Regions from separate parts of the Sus scrofa genome. Here all the other regions are linked to region 2. Evidence: chromatin contacts called from public HiChIP or PLAC-seq data. All regions are on one chromosome and are shown on one strand. Each heading gives the region's core, a stretch centred on a gene start, on an enhancer-like site or on the middle of the called end of the contact. The rest is flanking DNA. Distances are from core to core; before and after follow the strand shown. Region 1 overlaps LPP (lipoma-preferred partner). Region 2 overlaps LOC106508361 (a long non-coding RNA gene). Region 3 overlaps LPP (lipoma-preferred partner).

Evidence for each region. HiChIP or PLAC-seq counts read pairs in DNA pulled down with a chosen protein or histone mark.
Region 1: a contact with region 2 is called in an H3K27ac HiChIP or PLAC-seq map of skeletal muscle, with 2.8 times the contacts expected there. The contact joins two enhancer-like sites. A contact is called at or near these places in 2 of 2 datasets of contacts at active chromatin or transcription factors (alveolar macrophages and skeletal muscle).
Region 3: a contact with region 2 is called in an H3K27ac HiChIP or PLAC-seq map of skeletal muscle, with 2.8 times the contacts expected there. The contact joins two enhancer-like sites. A contact is called at or near these places in 1 of 47 Hi-C or Micro-C datasets (skeletal muscle) and 1 of 2 datasets of contacts at active chromatin or transcription factors (skeletal muscle).

What each region holds. Positions count from the first base shown.
Region 1 is chr13:126,088,805-126,092,720 of Sscrofa11.1, forward strand. All of the region lies in intron 4 of LPP (lipoma-preferred partner), which reads left to right. Among named protein-coding and RNA genes, the nearest start is that of MIR28, 190 kb to the right of the region's middle. Within about 2 kb of position 1,342, at least 6 of the 83 cell types and tissues checked have an H3K27ac peak or open chromatin away from gene starts, as enhancers often do. A contact at or near this core is called in skeletal muscle, where this site is marked.
Region 2 is chr13:125,554,514-125,558,361 of Sscrofa11.1, forward strand. It overlaps LOC106508361 (a long non-coding RNA gene), which reads left to right. Exons shown (of 2, transcript XR_001304512.2): 2 at 219-422. It overlaps LOC110256388 (a long non-coding RNA gene), which reads right to left. Exons shown (of 2, transcript XR_002337801.1): 2 at 1,685-3,205. Among named protein-coding and RNA genes, the nearest start is that of BCL6, 170 kb to the left of the region's middle. Within about 2 kb of position 1,343, at least 3 of the 83 cell types and tissues checked have an H3K27ac peak or open chromatin away from gene starts, as enhancers often do. A contact at or near this core is called in skeletal muscle, where this site is marked.
Region 3 is chr13:126,141,998-126,146,174 of Sscrofa11.1, forward strand. The region is part of intron 5 of LPP (lipoma-preferred partner); the gene reads left to right. Among named protein-coding and RNA genes, the nearest start is that of MIR28, 140 kb to the right of the region's middle. Within about 2 kb of position 2,649, at least 5 of the 83 cell types and tissues checked have an H3K27ac peak or open chromatin away from gene starts, as enhancers often do. A contact at or near this core is called in skeletal muscle, where this site is marked.

The DNA of each region.
Region 1 (3,916 bases), core at 92-2,591, 530 kb after region 2:
TGAGCCCTCTCATCCCTTGTGGGAAGCCCTGTGCAAATAGGGGTGTGTTGTCTAGTAGGCTTCCTGGAGCTCCTCAGGGATTTACTCGCTGATACCTGATGGCTTTGACTTCAGGTGCCCTATATTTAATTTCCTCATTTTATGACATCTCTGCTTGGCTTTTTTTCATGACCTCCAGCTGTTGCCTCATCACTCTGCCCCTTTGTGATACAGACCATGGCTTACTTTCACATGCCTGTGATACAGGGCTTTTACCCATCCAGGTCCCATCTCCTTTCCCATCCATCCAGGCAGGATGGCTGCCTTTGAAAAGTAACTTCAGCCCCTCCCTCAGGGAGCAGACTGTTTTGTCCATTGCTGGTTACTCTAAGTATTAACAATATCTTTCTCTCATTGAACTGAAATTCATCCCTTTATGGTTTCCTCACACTGATTTTCTTCCTACGCTCTTAGAAAATGATGCATATTCAGAGTGTCAGGCCAGGAGAGAGAGAGATGTGTAGGTAGGTTTACCTCAAGGAAGTCGTCATAAAGCTCCTGAAAGAGGTGAAAATAGTGTCCTGTGAGCTATGCACTGAACTTGGGGAAATGCCCAGAGTTTGCTGAAAAAAGAAGGAAGAAGAGAAAACTTCTGAAATCATTTAAGGTCTTTTCTTAAAGTCATTTTCCAAAAGTTTTTAGCCCACCTCATTTCTATCCTTGTGAAAACAGTTTCAAAGATCTTATACTTGTAAGACGAATGGTGGATTACAGTCATTTATCCATTTACTTATTGTGTATATTTAATTTGTCAATAATAGCTTACAAACCTACTGATGCTTTGGTAGAATTGGCCCTGGGATCTGTATTGTGTGACCCTTAGTCTAGGACTATCATGAAACAAGGTATGGGATGAAAGGATTTTCTTTGTAGACGTAGAGGACTCAGGCCCACAGCCACGCGTACATTCATTCATGAGCTCACAGAAATAGGGAGCAGGCCTTGCTTTATATGATTTGGACATACCCTTCCATAGAGCTCATCCCTTCTGCTGCCTGGTAGTGGGGTGAGGAAGGAAGAGGCAGGGTGCAAAAGGGGATCCAGGCTTCGTAAATTAAGAATGGAGATGTGGTATTGCTAGAGCAAAACCAGAATTGTCAGCAGAAGTTTTAATCTGCTATGAAGTACTTGTCCTTCCTGTGCAGTGAGGATACAAACATAACTTGATCCATGAAAACATACCAAAGGAGTGATTGATATGCTTATTTCTTCCTGGCCTTTTGCCTTGTTCCTTTGGGCCTTGGGTTAATGAGGCCCTAGTTGATTTGTAAGGTTGTTTGTGACCCTGGCAACGGCAGTAGCAGCAGCAGCTTGCTTCATGATTATCTCCTCCTTTTACGGTCCACATGTGGAGGTCAGGGTCAGTTTAGCAGAGGTGGTAGGTTCTTAGGCATTTCACAGGCTCTGGTCACTGTGAATTTCTAGGGGTGAATGTCAAGGATTTCCTCTGCCTTGTGCTCTGAATTATCCTCCAGTTGGGTATTCAGATGATAAAAGAGAGATTTCTGGTATCTAAACATAAAAACTTCTTTGAAAGTAGCAGCCAGAGCCAATAGGGAGTATTCCAATGATTCATTTAGTAATTTGACCATTTTTCATGAACTGTCATAATTTTTCTTCATTGTTTTTTAAGACCCTGTTTTAAAAAGGTAACCTTTTTTCCTGAGATCTATAGTGGAATATGTGTACACACACTTATTTGACCATATCAACCCAATTACCACTGTTGCCGCTACATTGAAATAATTCAGGACACATGTAGGCATCCAGCAGTGAAATTTGTTGTGGTCACGTCTGTTGTGTGTTGGGATAACCAATGAGGCTAGTTTTGTTTTAGCTCCTGAGTCTCGCTGTAGGGAGTACTTTACAGTATTTACATATTACAGAAAATTTCCTTTACCCAGAGTTAAGCAAAACTTCAGTTGGTTATTTCTGAGTCAGTGGAAGTTTTTATTCCATTTTGTCTTTCCCATTGAGAATTTTAGTGATTGCTTGAAAGCTGAAACATATTTATTTTTTGCTCTGTCTAAAAAGTTAATGCCTTTTTTTTCTAGTAATGTAAATAAATAAAACAATATGAATTAAATATTTTCAAACATGTTTCTCTATCAAGGAAAAATTATGATAGTCATACTACACACCTTATCCCCCTTATGAAGTCTGAGCACTCTTTTCTCTGTCTCAACTAAAGTACTGTTAACAGCTTGGAGACTGTATTGAAACATATTAATCTTTAAGCACTTCTTTATAAAGAATTACTTTCCACATTAAATTGTACCACATTATTAATAAACCATAGCTTTTATTTTTTTATTACATTGTTTCTTATTTGCTATTTTTTTTCCTTGAATTCATCATCCTGATTCTTTTTTAAAATTTTTATTTTTCTCTTGCAATTCTTTATCAAATAGTTTTTTTGAAAGGCTATCTATATATGTGATATATTTTTTGAGTCCTTGTATATCTGAAAATGACTCTCAAAAAAGGTTTTTAGCTTCATAGTTAAGTAAAAGTTTGGCTCTAGTAGAATTATAGGGTCAAATTTCCTTATTAATATTCAACAAAGATTTCTATGTTATTACTTTGTATCATTTAGTCTTCAGTGTTGTTGATGAGAAATCTGATGCCAGTCTGATTCTTTTCCCACTTTAGTAACTCTTGTTTCCTCTGTAAGCTTTTTTAGTGGAATTCAGCAGTTTTATTAGTTTCTAGATAGTTTCCCTTGCCCTCACTGCAATATTTCTGCTCAGCATTCAGTGAATCTGTTTGATCTAAGAAGTCAACTTTTTATTTGGCTAAGCGGGATTTTCTTGTGATGTTGGGAAAAACGCATTTTGATTTTTCACTTGCCTATTTCTTCCTTATGGAACTCCTGTTTTATGGCTTTGGATTATTTTTCCATTCTTCTTATTTGTATTCTTTTTCAACAGTTCTGCCATATGGAAGAATCCTTGTTTGCTTGCTTCTTTTATTTTTTATTTTTGTGGTGATGATGTACTCTCAAATTATAAATGAATTTATAATCCCTGAATTTAGGGAGAAAATATGCTTAGGGGTGACTCTGGATCTGCTATTTTGGTAGACCTTGCTAGCTTGCACTGCAAACTTTTATCTTTTATCTAGATCAGGAACATACAGTCCTTTAAATACCAGGGCAGCCATAGGGCGGGTGTATCCAGTTGTCACTGTGTGTGTTTAATTAGTGGAGGCTGGCCAGGGAATGGGTTTCCCTTAGATTCACATGCCAAGAGCAGAACAACAAGCATCAAAGTGTTTTATTAGTTATTGAGATCCATTGGAAGGTAGCAAAGCCCCTGTTTTCCCTGTAGTACATGCCCATTGGTACACAGCAGCAGGCTGTGATGTGGTCTCTGAATTCTCAAGCCTTTTCAGTTTCCTCCTTCACTATTTCCTTATTCATGCCTTTTCAAATGACTATGTTACCAGGAGTGTCACGGAACATGGCAAAGCACCTTTTATTAGAAAAAAAATGAACTCATTAAGTGATTTCACTGCTATTTTGACTGGTTTTCATTATATACCCTAAACTTCCTTTTCCAAGAGGCCTCCCCACCCCCCACCCTTTTTGTGTGGCAGTTTGAAGTCAGCCTAGATATTGCTACCTTTTGCTATTTATCTCAAGCTCATTCTACTGCTCTTGAGGGCTTCACCACAGAAAGCCCTCCATGATTGCATCATTGAGGCCAAGCTAAGCTTCGTGGACAACGTAATATGATGGTGAACATCATAGGTGCTGATCCAGACTACCCGGGTTCACATAGGGCTTATCACTCACTAGCTATGTGACCGCGGTCATGTTACTTAACCTTTTCATGCCCCTGTGTGCTTATCTGTAAAATGGGAATATCTGTACTTA
Region 2 (3,848 bases), core at 93-2,592:
TGGCACAGTGACAATTATTTTTTTAATGTAGAAATTCTGCTTGGTTCAAGTAAAGAAATGTTTGAGAGAAAGTTCAAGTTTTGAAACTGCTAATGCCTTCCTGCGATGGTGTGTGGGACTCGGTGGGGGTGGGGAACAGTAAGCCAGACAGTTCATCTTAGGGGTAACCTCTTTGGTTTATGTAAAATAAATGACTCATATCAAATTCATTTTTGTAGGCTGCCATGCCTGAAGGAGGACCAAGCCATGCTCAAAAGAGATTGAGTCCTTCTTACAATTAATCAGCTACACCCCTGTGTTGTATGTCTTGATGTCTAATTTCCAGAGGAAAGATTGTTGTCAAACCAAATAAATGACGATGCTTTTGGAAAAGAAAAAAAAAAAAAAAAAAGCAATCAAAAGGAAAACCCACCTCTCCTCAATGTAAAGATGTCGATATGAACTCACCTATTGTTTGTATTTCACACCCACAGTCTTGATGCCTATTATCTCTGAAATTATATCAGTTTCCAAAAATCACTTGAAACACTCCTACACCTGGAGCTTTTGATAAACAGTCCAGCTCCTACAGAGAGAAGCACTTTTTGTGTGTGCATGCATGTGTGCGTGTGTGTGTGTGTGTGTGTGTGTGTGTGTGTGTGTGTTAGAGGTTGAAAGACAGAGAAAGACAAGTTGGGGGAGATGGAGAAAGTGACAGTACAGTTGTGAGTTGCACCCTAGACACCTGCGAAGACCAGAGGGGCTTTACTGTAACCTAGAAGAAAGTCAATGGGTACGGGGCTTCCCTCCATGGATCTCGCTCTTGAGACTGTAAGAAACTTTGAGGGTAATTTTACTCTGATGCTAAGAATAAAAATAATGATTAATGTTTTTGAGCACTTACAATGTTCCAGGAACTTTTCTAAGAGCTTTAATACATATGAAATCACATATTACTCACAAGTCTATGAGGCTGATACTATTATTATCACATTCTATAGATGAAAGGAAAAAAAAAAAAGAATCACAAAGAGGCAAGCTCCCCCATCTCTGGCTTATTGACACTGAATTAAAATCTTGCTGATCCCCATCAAGACTGAGGATGCCACTCTCTCTGGGAAGCACCGTCAGGGAAACAGAATGTTACCCTCCTCTGAAGCCCCAAGATTTCTCCTGGTGTTGAAGCCACTGCCTTAAACTACAGTGATCCCGGGAGTTTCGTCGTGGCTCAGCAGGTTACCAACCCCACTAGTATCCATGAGGATGAAGGTGTGATCTCTGGCCTCGCTCAATGGGTTAAAGGAACCGGCATTGCCGTGAGCTGTGATGTAGGTCACAGACAAGTCTCGGATCCCGAGTTGCTGTGGTTGTGCTGTAGGCTGGCAGCTGTAGCTCCAATTCGACCCCTAGTCTGGGAACTTCATATGCCACAGGTACGGCCCTGAAAAGCAAAACAAACAAAAACCTAATGATCTGGGCACCTGCCAAATCATCTCTGGAAGAGTTTAAGTTTTTTAGGATCAGGGTAGTATTAATATTATGGCTGTTTTCCCACAGCCATAGCAAACTGCCTGGCACTACACAGGCACTTAAGAAATACTAGCTGAATAAGTAGATGGAGAGACTCAAGTTTCAGACCCAAGTTCTCACAGTCATGTTAGAAAAATCAATACACAGCCAGCTCTCCAGAGTCAAAGCTATCTGTGACTTTTAAAATAAAACACCTCATTTATTTTTAGCCCTGTAGGGTTTTCCTCTGAATTCATTTTCACTTCTTAGATGCTTACAGTGGGTGCCCTGTCCATTTGGCCTGGGAAGTAGGTTTCAAAAGAAATACTGTAATGCAAGAGAGAAAACTTAAATCATGTCAAGTTCTGAAGTTTGTTGTGCCCCCATTGCTAATCCTGAAGTTAATTTCACCCAGGTTAAACTGACATCGTTCTTAGCTTTCAAGGAGCTCCTCATCATTTTAGAAATAGAGCAGAACTCCATTGAGAACAGAGCCTCATCCCCAAAGCATATCAGGATGATAGAGAAAACCTGAGATGTAGCAAGATGCCTCTGATAAAAGCATAATCTTATAAGAACCTCCTTAAAATAGACAATCCACCAAAACTCACCCAATTTAACCCTCTCATTTGGGGATAATGTGGCTCAGAGAGAAGAAATGAGTTGCCAAAGGTGACAAATCAGTTTTAAAAAAGAAGTGAGGATAGACTTGGGGCAGGGAACTCCTAGGTGAGAGTCTTGCCTTTTATATTTTGCTAGCCTTCATGACTGGGTTACAAGTCAGTGATACCTAAAATAAAGCCAATTACATTTGAGGCAAAAGTTTGACGTGGGTTTGAGAAAGTCCTTAGCTCAAGCAAGAGTTAAGGGCCGGGATGACGGGGTGGAGGGTGAGGGATCTCTATTTTTGACCACATGCTAAACATTTGTACCTACTAAGCATAGCAGGATAAATTAGTTGGTTGGCGTCAAAGGACCGTGAGTCACTGTTCTAACCAGCAATAAATCCAGTTGCTGGCACAGAAGGGATCAAATGCAAAATGACAGCTGAGATGGGAGCATACTGGCCTCCCTCCATCCATGGTTCTTCTGTCCCTGTCCATGCTGGTGGAAAATGTTACATTGCCTCACAGTGACGTTGAGGCTTTTAGAGTAGTTACGATCTCATAATATTGCTGGTGGCTAAAAAGCCAGCAGAAGTGAGTATGTCTGTGCAGATGACAATGACAAGTGGGTGAAGTCCCAGCCTTGATCCTGACTCAGTACCTGATTTTGGATGTGCCATATTCCTCTGTAGGCTGCGTTTCCCCCCATCTGAATATTGAAGGTGTGGGCCAGAGAATGTGAGGGTTCTGTCCACTTCCTGGATTCAGTGAGTCTAGGAATGCATTGACTCCTCCTTTCCTTAGAGTGGTTCTGTGAGTCCTCAGGCGAGCAGCCGCTCAGAAACATGTCAGTTCAGCTAATAGCTTGACGTCAAGAATTACTTTTACTCCAACCCTTGTGGCCATTTGGGAGCTGGAGGCATGCACTCATCTTAAAGTCAGAAGAATAGGCTCTGTTGCAGTCTCAGCTCCACACACAGGTGATGTGAACAACCTCAGTTCCTTTTCTGAAGGTCCGATTCTTCCTCTGAAAAGTCCGAGTAATAACACCTATTTCACTGAGATGTCTTGTGGGTCGGATGAGATTTTTAAGATGTCAAAGGGCTCGTAACCTGAAAAGCATAAGGGGTTGTGTGGGGGAGGATGAGGATGAACATGTAGATGAGGGGTTATGAACACTTTTTGATTTTCCGTAGAGATACAAATGAGCTGTAGGTTCAGGGTCAACAAGTAAGGGCAGGGACCGAGACGTGCTAGCTGACTGCCGGCGCTGGGCTCACCCTGAGAACCGCAGCAGCAGCTCCCGCCTAGCCCTCTCCTTCCTTCTCACCACCACCTCGTCTCCCCAGTCCAACAGAAAGTGACACCCCTCTTACGTCTTGAGCCTCCCTCGCCCCCACCCTCCTCCCTGCAGACCCAGCGGGAGTGTCAAATCTAAACCACTGTACAGATATTTCGCCCTCACTTCTTTAGTCTTCTAGACCATCTAAAAGAAAACAGCAGAGGCGCTCCCTTCGCCTACGCATTTCCCTTTGTTTTGAGGGCTGTGGCAGCCTGGCCCAGCGGCAGCTAGGGTTCCTGGCCAAAAAAGCAACTCCATCTCCAAGATCTCTCTCTACACCTGAGGTCTGGGTGTCAAGCAGGTCCGCTGGCATTCTTCCGGTGCTAAGTTAGATGTGCTGCTTTTGATGGGCACTGAGGAGATTGCCCTTAGTTGGAAGTCGGACCTTTTCATGCCGATCCACAAGCTGACAG
Region 3 (4,177 bases), core at 1,399-3,898, 590 kb after region 2:
ACAAACTTGGTGACTTAACCATTTATTATCTTATAGGTCTGTAGTTCCGAAGTCTAGCACAGGTCTCTTCAGCTAAAGAGAAGCTGTTGGTAGAACTTCAATCTTTTCTGGAGGTTCTAAGGGAGAATCACTTTCCTTGTATTTTCCTGCTTCTAGAGGATACCATATTTCTTGACTTTTGGCCTATCCTTTTTTTGGCTGTTCTTTAATAGGCATATCTTCCTCTGACAACAACTCATTAAGGTTCTCTGTTTTTAAGAAGACATGCAATTATATTAGGGTCACATAGATAATCCGGGATATCTCTCCATTTCAAGTCTTTCATCTTAATCACGCCAGCAAAGTCTCTTTGGCCAAGCAAAGTAATGTTTTCACAGGTTCCAGAATCAGAGTGTGGACATCTACAGGGGAACCATTATTCTGTCTACCACAGTCATTTTATGGGAATGAAAATGATTTCCCATTGTTAATAATGACTAGACTGAGGATGTAAGTAAGAAGAGATGAAGTCAGATCATTAAGTGTGTTTTGTACTTTATGGAAAGATTTCTGAAGCTATCCTGATGTCAACCAGGAACTATTCACTTCCTTTTAGTACAAGGATATTTAGCCTATAATGAAGTTAAACTATTGAAGTAAGTAACTTGGTGGTACCTGACAATCCTTTGAATTTATTTCTATAAGAAAATTAAGTCTATTTTTTGGCTTAGTATACTGGGACATACTCTGTATCATATGCATATTATTATGTTCCCCATTCATTTTTACCTTTTTACCATGTTCTTTTCCCCCCTCTTCCCCTATTTAGTTTTTGTGGAAGCTGAGGAAATGCCATTCTTGGTCCGTGACTTGTTGCATGAAAAGTTCAGGATGGCTTTCATCAGACAAAGGTGTCTCAGATTTTATAAACTGGAACTTGGTAGCAGCAAGGGGTGCTTAGGAGGACAAAGACATGCCTGTTTCTTGGCACAGTGGTACATGGAACTTGTGCCTTCTGGAGCTGACAGGAGTTTGAGTGAGCAAGTAGATGGTTTCTTCATGTATTCAATACAAGTGCTATAGCCAGCTTTCTCTGGGGTCCTGCAGAAACAGATCTAAGAAGTCTAACGAAAGAATCGACACCACTTCCCTGTGCCTTTAATGTAAAAGTGGGCAGTTAACTTGTGTACTTGTTTGGGAATGATTCGTAAAGCTGAGAAGGAGCTAGTAAATAGAAGGAGCCTAGTAAATTGAAAGATTCTCCTGATGGAACAAGGAAATTGAGATTTATTGTTCAGTCAGTTCCAATTACCTGTTGTGTTGCAGAGGAAAGCAGCTAAACAGGATGTTGGCTTGTAACACCATCAAGGTGGAATCAACCTCAAAGGAGACCGTGTCAGAGCAGTGTTCAATGCCTGAACTTCTACCAAGTGAGTCACTTGTGAGAAGAGGCCTTGATGCAGATAGAATCAAGGTGCCACATTATATCTGATCACAGAAATGTTAATGCAGAAGAACAAACTGGCTTTGATCTTCATGGGATTGCAGGCTGAGGAATAAAGAGGGAGGTGTATTTCTAAAGGTCATCTCTACAACTTATGAGAAAATGCTTCTGTGTGGCTGCATATCAAGAATAGGAAGTGAGCATATTTGAAGGAAGACTGCAAGCTGTTTTCCATGTGTGAATTTCACATGTGTGTTTGTGTGTATGTGTCTTCACATATGCCTGTGGGTTTCTGGAAGTGTTTAGCATCCTGAATACTCATTTCTTCTGTGTTGTAGCTGATAACATCTAACGTCCAGTGTGGTGCATGGAGAGGAAAAAGCTTCTATCTCCTGCTTTAGATGTAAATTAGATAACTTTTTTTTTTTTCAAAAAAGGTGTGCCATTTCAAAATGACTTCTTTCCTGACTTGAAAGTAGAATTGGCAACAGTGAAATGATCTCTACACAAACTCAGAAAGGATATCTTTTGAACAAGTAGTAGTTGAATTTCATACCAAACTAGAAAATGTTAAGAAATTTGAGGTGGATTGTTGTTTATACGGGTAAACTAGGAGAGCCCACAGGGATGAAGCTGTTTGTCTGAGGTCATGCAGTAGGTCAGTGGCACTGCCAAGACTGGAACCATCATCACCTGACTCCTATTTCTTTCTAGTCCAGCACAGCTGCCTCCCAAGTTTAATAGTCTATGACTCACAGTCCAAATCTATGGTGACATATAATATGTTACTTTGATTCTAAATCAACAAGCCACTTTTAGAAGTGCTTACACTGTTACATCACTTTCTATGCTATTGGATTCTTCAAGTTGAGTCTTATTTCTAGAACTCCAACAAGAGTAACAAGAGGAGCCATTTATTCATTATCACGACAACTATGTATTAAACACTTGTTGGGTGACAAGTCTCCTCTAGAGAGTGAGGGTGCAGCTATGAATAAAACAGAATGTATTTCCTTAAATGGTTACTTTTCCTCTGGAGAGAGGCATCATAAGCAGATAAACAAGTAAACATTTACGTCTGATAGAAATAAGTGCTGTAGAGAAAAATAAAGCAGACAAAAGGAGAGGGAATGCTTTGGTTGGAGTGGATTAATTGTGGCTGCTTTATATAAGGCAGTTAGAGCAGGCTTTATGAGGAGGTGATATCTGAGCAGAAATCTCAGATAGGTGAGGGAGTGAGCCATGCAGATATTTGGAACAGGAGAAAGCGTGTTCCAGACAGAGGAAGTATGAAAGCACTGGGAGAGGAACCTGGCTGGCACCTGGCTTATTTGAGAAAGACTGAAGTAGCCAAGTAAAGCTGGAGTTGAGTGATCTACAGGGAACGAGAAAAGATAAGGGCAGGAGGTACCAAGAACCATTACCTCGTCATGTGATCAAACTTACATTAGCGATCCCTCTGGCAGCTTTATGGAGGATAGAATGTAGGCTAGAAATGATAGTTGGTGGGCAGGTATGGGGCACCTGCTAAGAAGTAGTGAGGTTCCAGATATATTTTGATGGTAATGTCAAGTTTTGGGGACAGATTAGATGTAGAATATGAGAGCAAAGGAAGATTCCAGGGGGATTGCTAGGTTTTTACTAGGTAATGAGAAGAATGGAGATTCAATTTGGTGAGGTGTCAGGAGGACAGCAAGACAGTTTTGTGGTTTATTCTTTTTTTTTTTTTATGAGAATTTGATCAGCAATTTGGTTTTAGGTATGTTAGATTAGAGCTGACCTTTAGCCTTCCAAATAGCAGTTGGGTAGACAGTTACATATTTGAGTCTGGGGTTCAAGGATGAAGTGTTGACTTAATATAGACTTGGTTAGAAATGAGTAGATCCAAATTTAAAATTTTGATACTGAGTGACATTATCTAAAATAGTGGATTATGCCCTTGGGCCAAGATTTTGATATCTCTTGGAGACACCTAGGAACCATTAGAGATGTCATGAACAGTGATAATGAGGTGGAAGGAGAATCAAGAGACAGAGCCTTCCAAAGATATAGGGAAAAAGCACTTCAGGAGTGAGTGAAGGATAAGTTAACTGCTCTGTGGATCAGCTGCCATGAAGATTAAAAATCAGACCACTTGGGAGTTCCCATGGTAGATCAGTGGTAATGAACTTAACTAGTATCCATGAGAACATGGGTTTGATCCCTGGCTTTCCTCAGTGGGTCGGGAATCCAGTTTTGTCATGAGCTGTGATGTAGGTTGGCTTAGATCCTGTGTCACTGTGTCTGTGGTGTAGGCCAGAAGCTGCAGTTCCGATTCGACCCCTAGCCTGGGAACTTTCATATGCCGTGGGTGTGGCCCTAAAAAGACCAAAAAAAAAAAATCGGACCACTGGATTTACATCTTTGATGGTTGTTGCATAAAAACAAACAGTTCTCACCACTCTTCTGAGCTCTTGGCTCACGCTTGTTTTTCCTTTTCCTTTGTCTAGGTGAAATCAACACTAAATAATCATTAAATACAAGACTAGAATTACATTGTCTGGAGTTCAGTCCTAGTCACATTCACAGTTGTCTTATTTGATCTTATTCTGTGCTTCTTCTTAAGGAGGGGGGCGGTGATATTATCTACCTCATAGATTATTGGGAAGACTGAAAGAGATAAACATTTAGCACAGTATATGTCATATAGAAAATGGCTCATAAATGGAATAAAACGATCAGTATAATTAACAAAAATAAGCTTGCCTTATATTT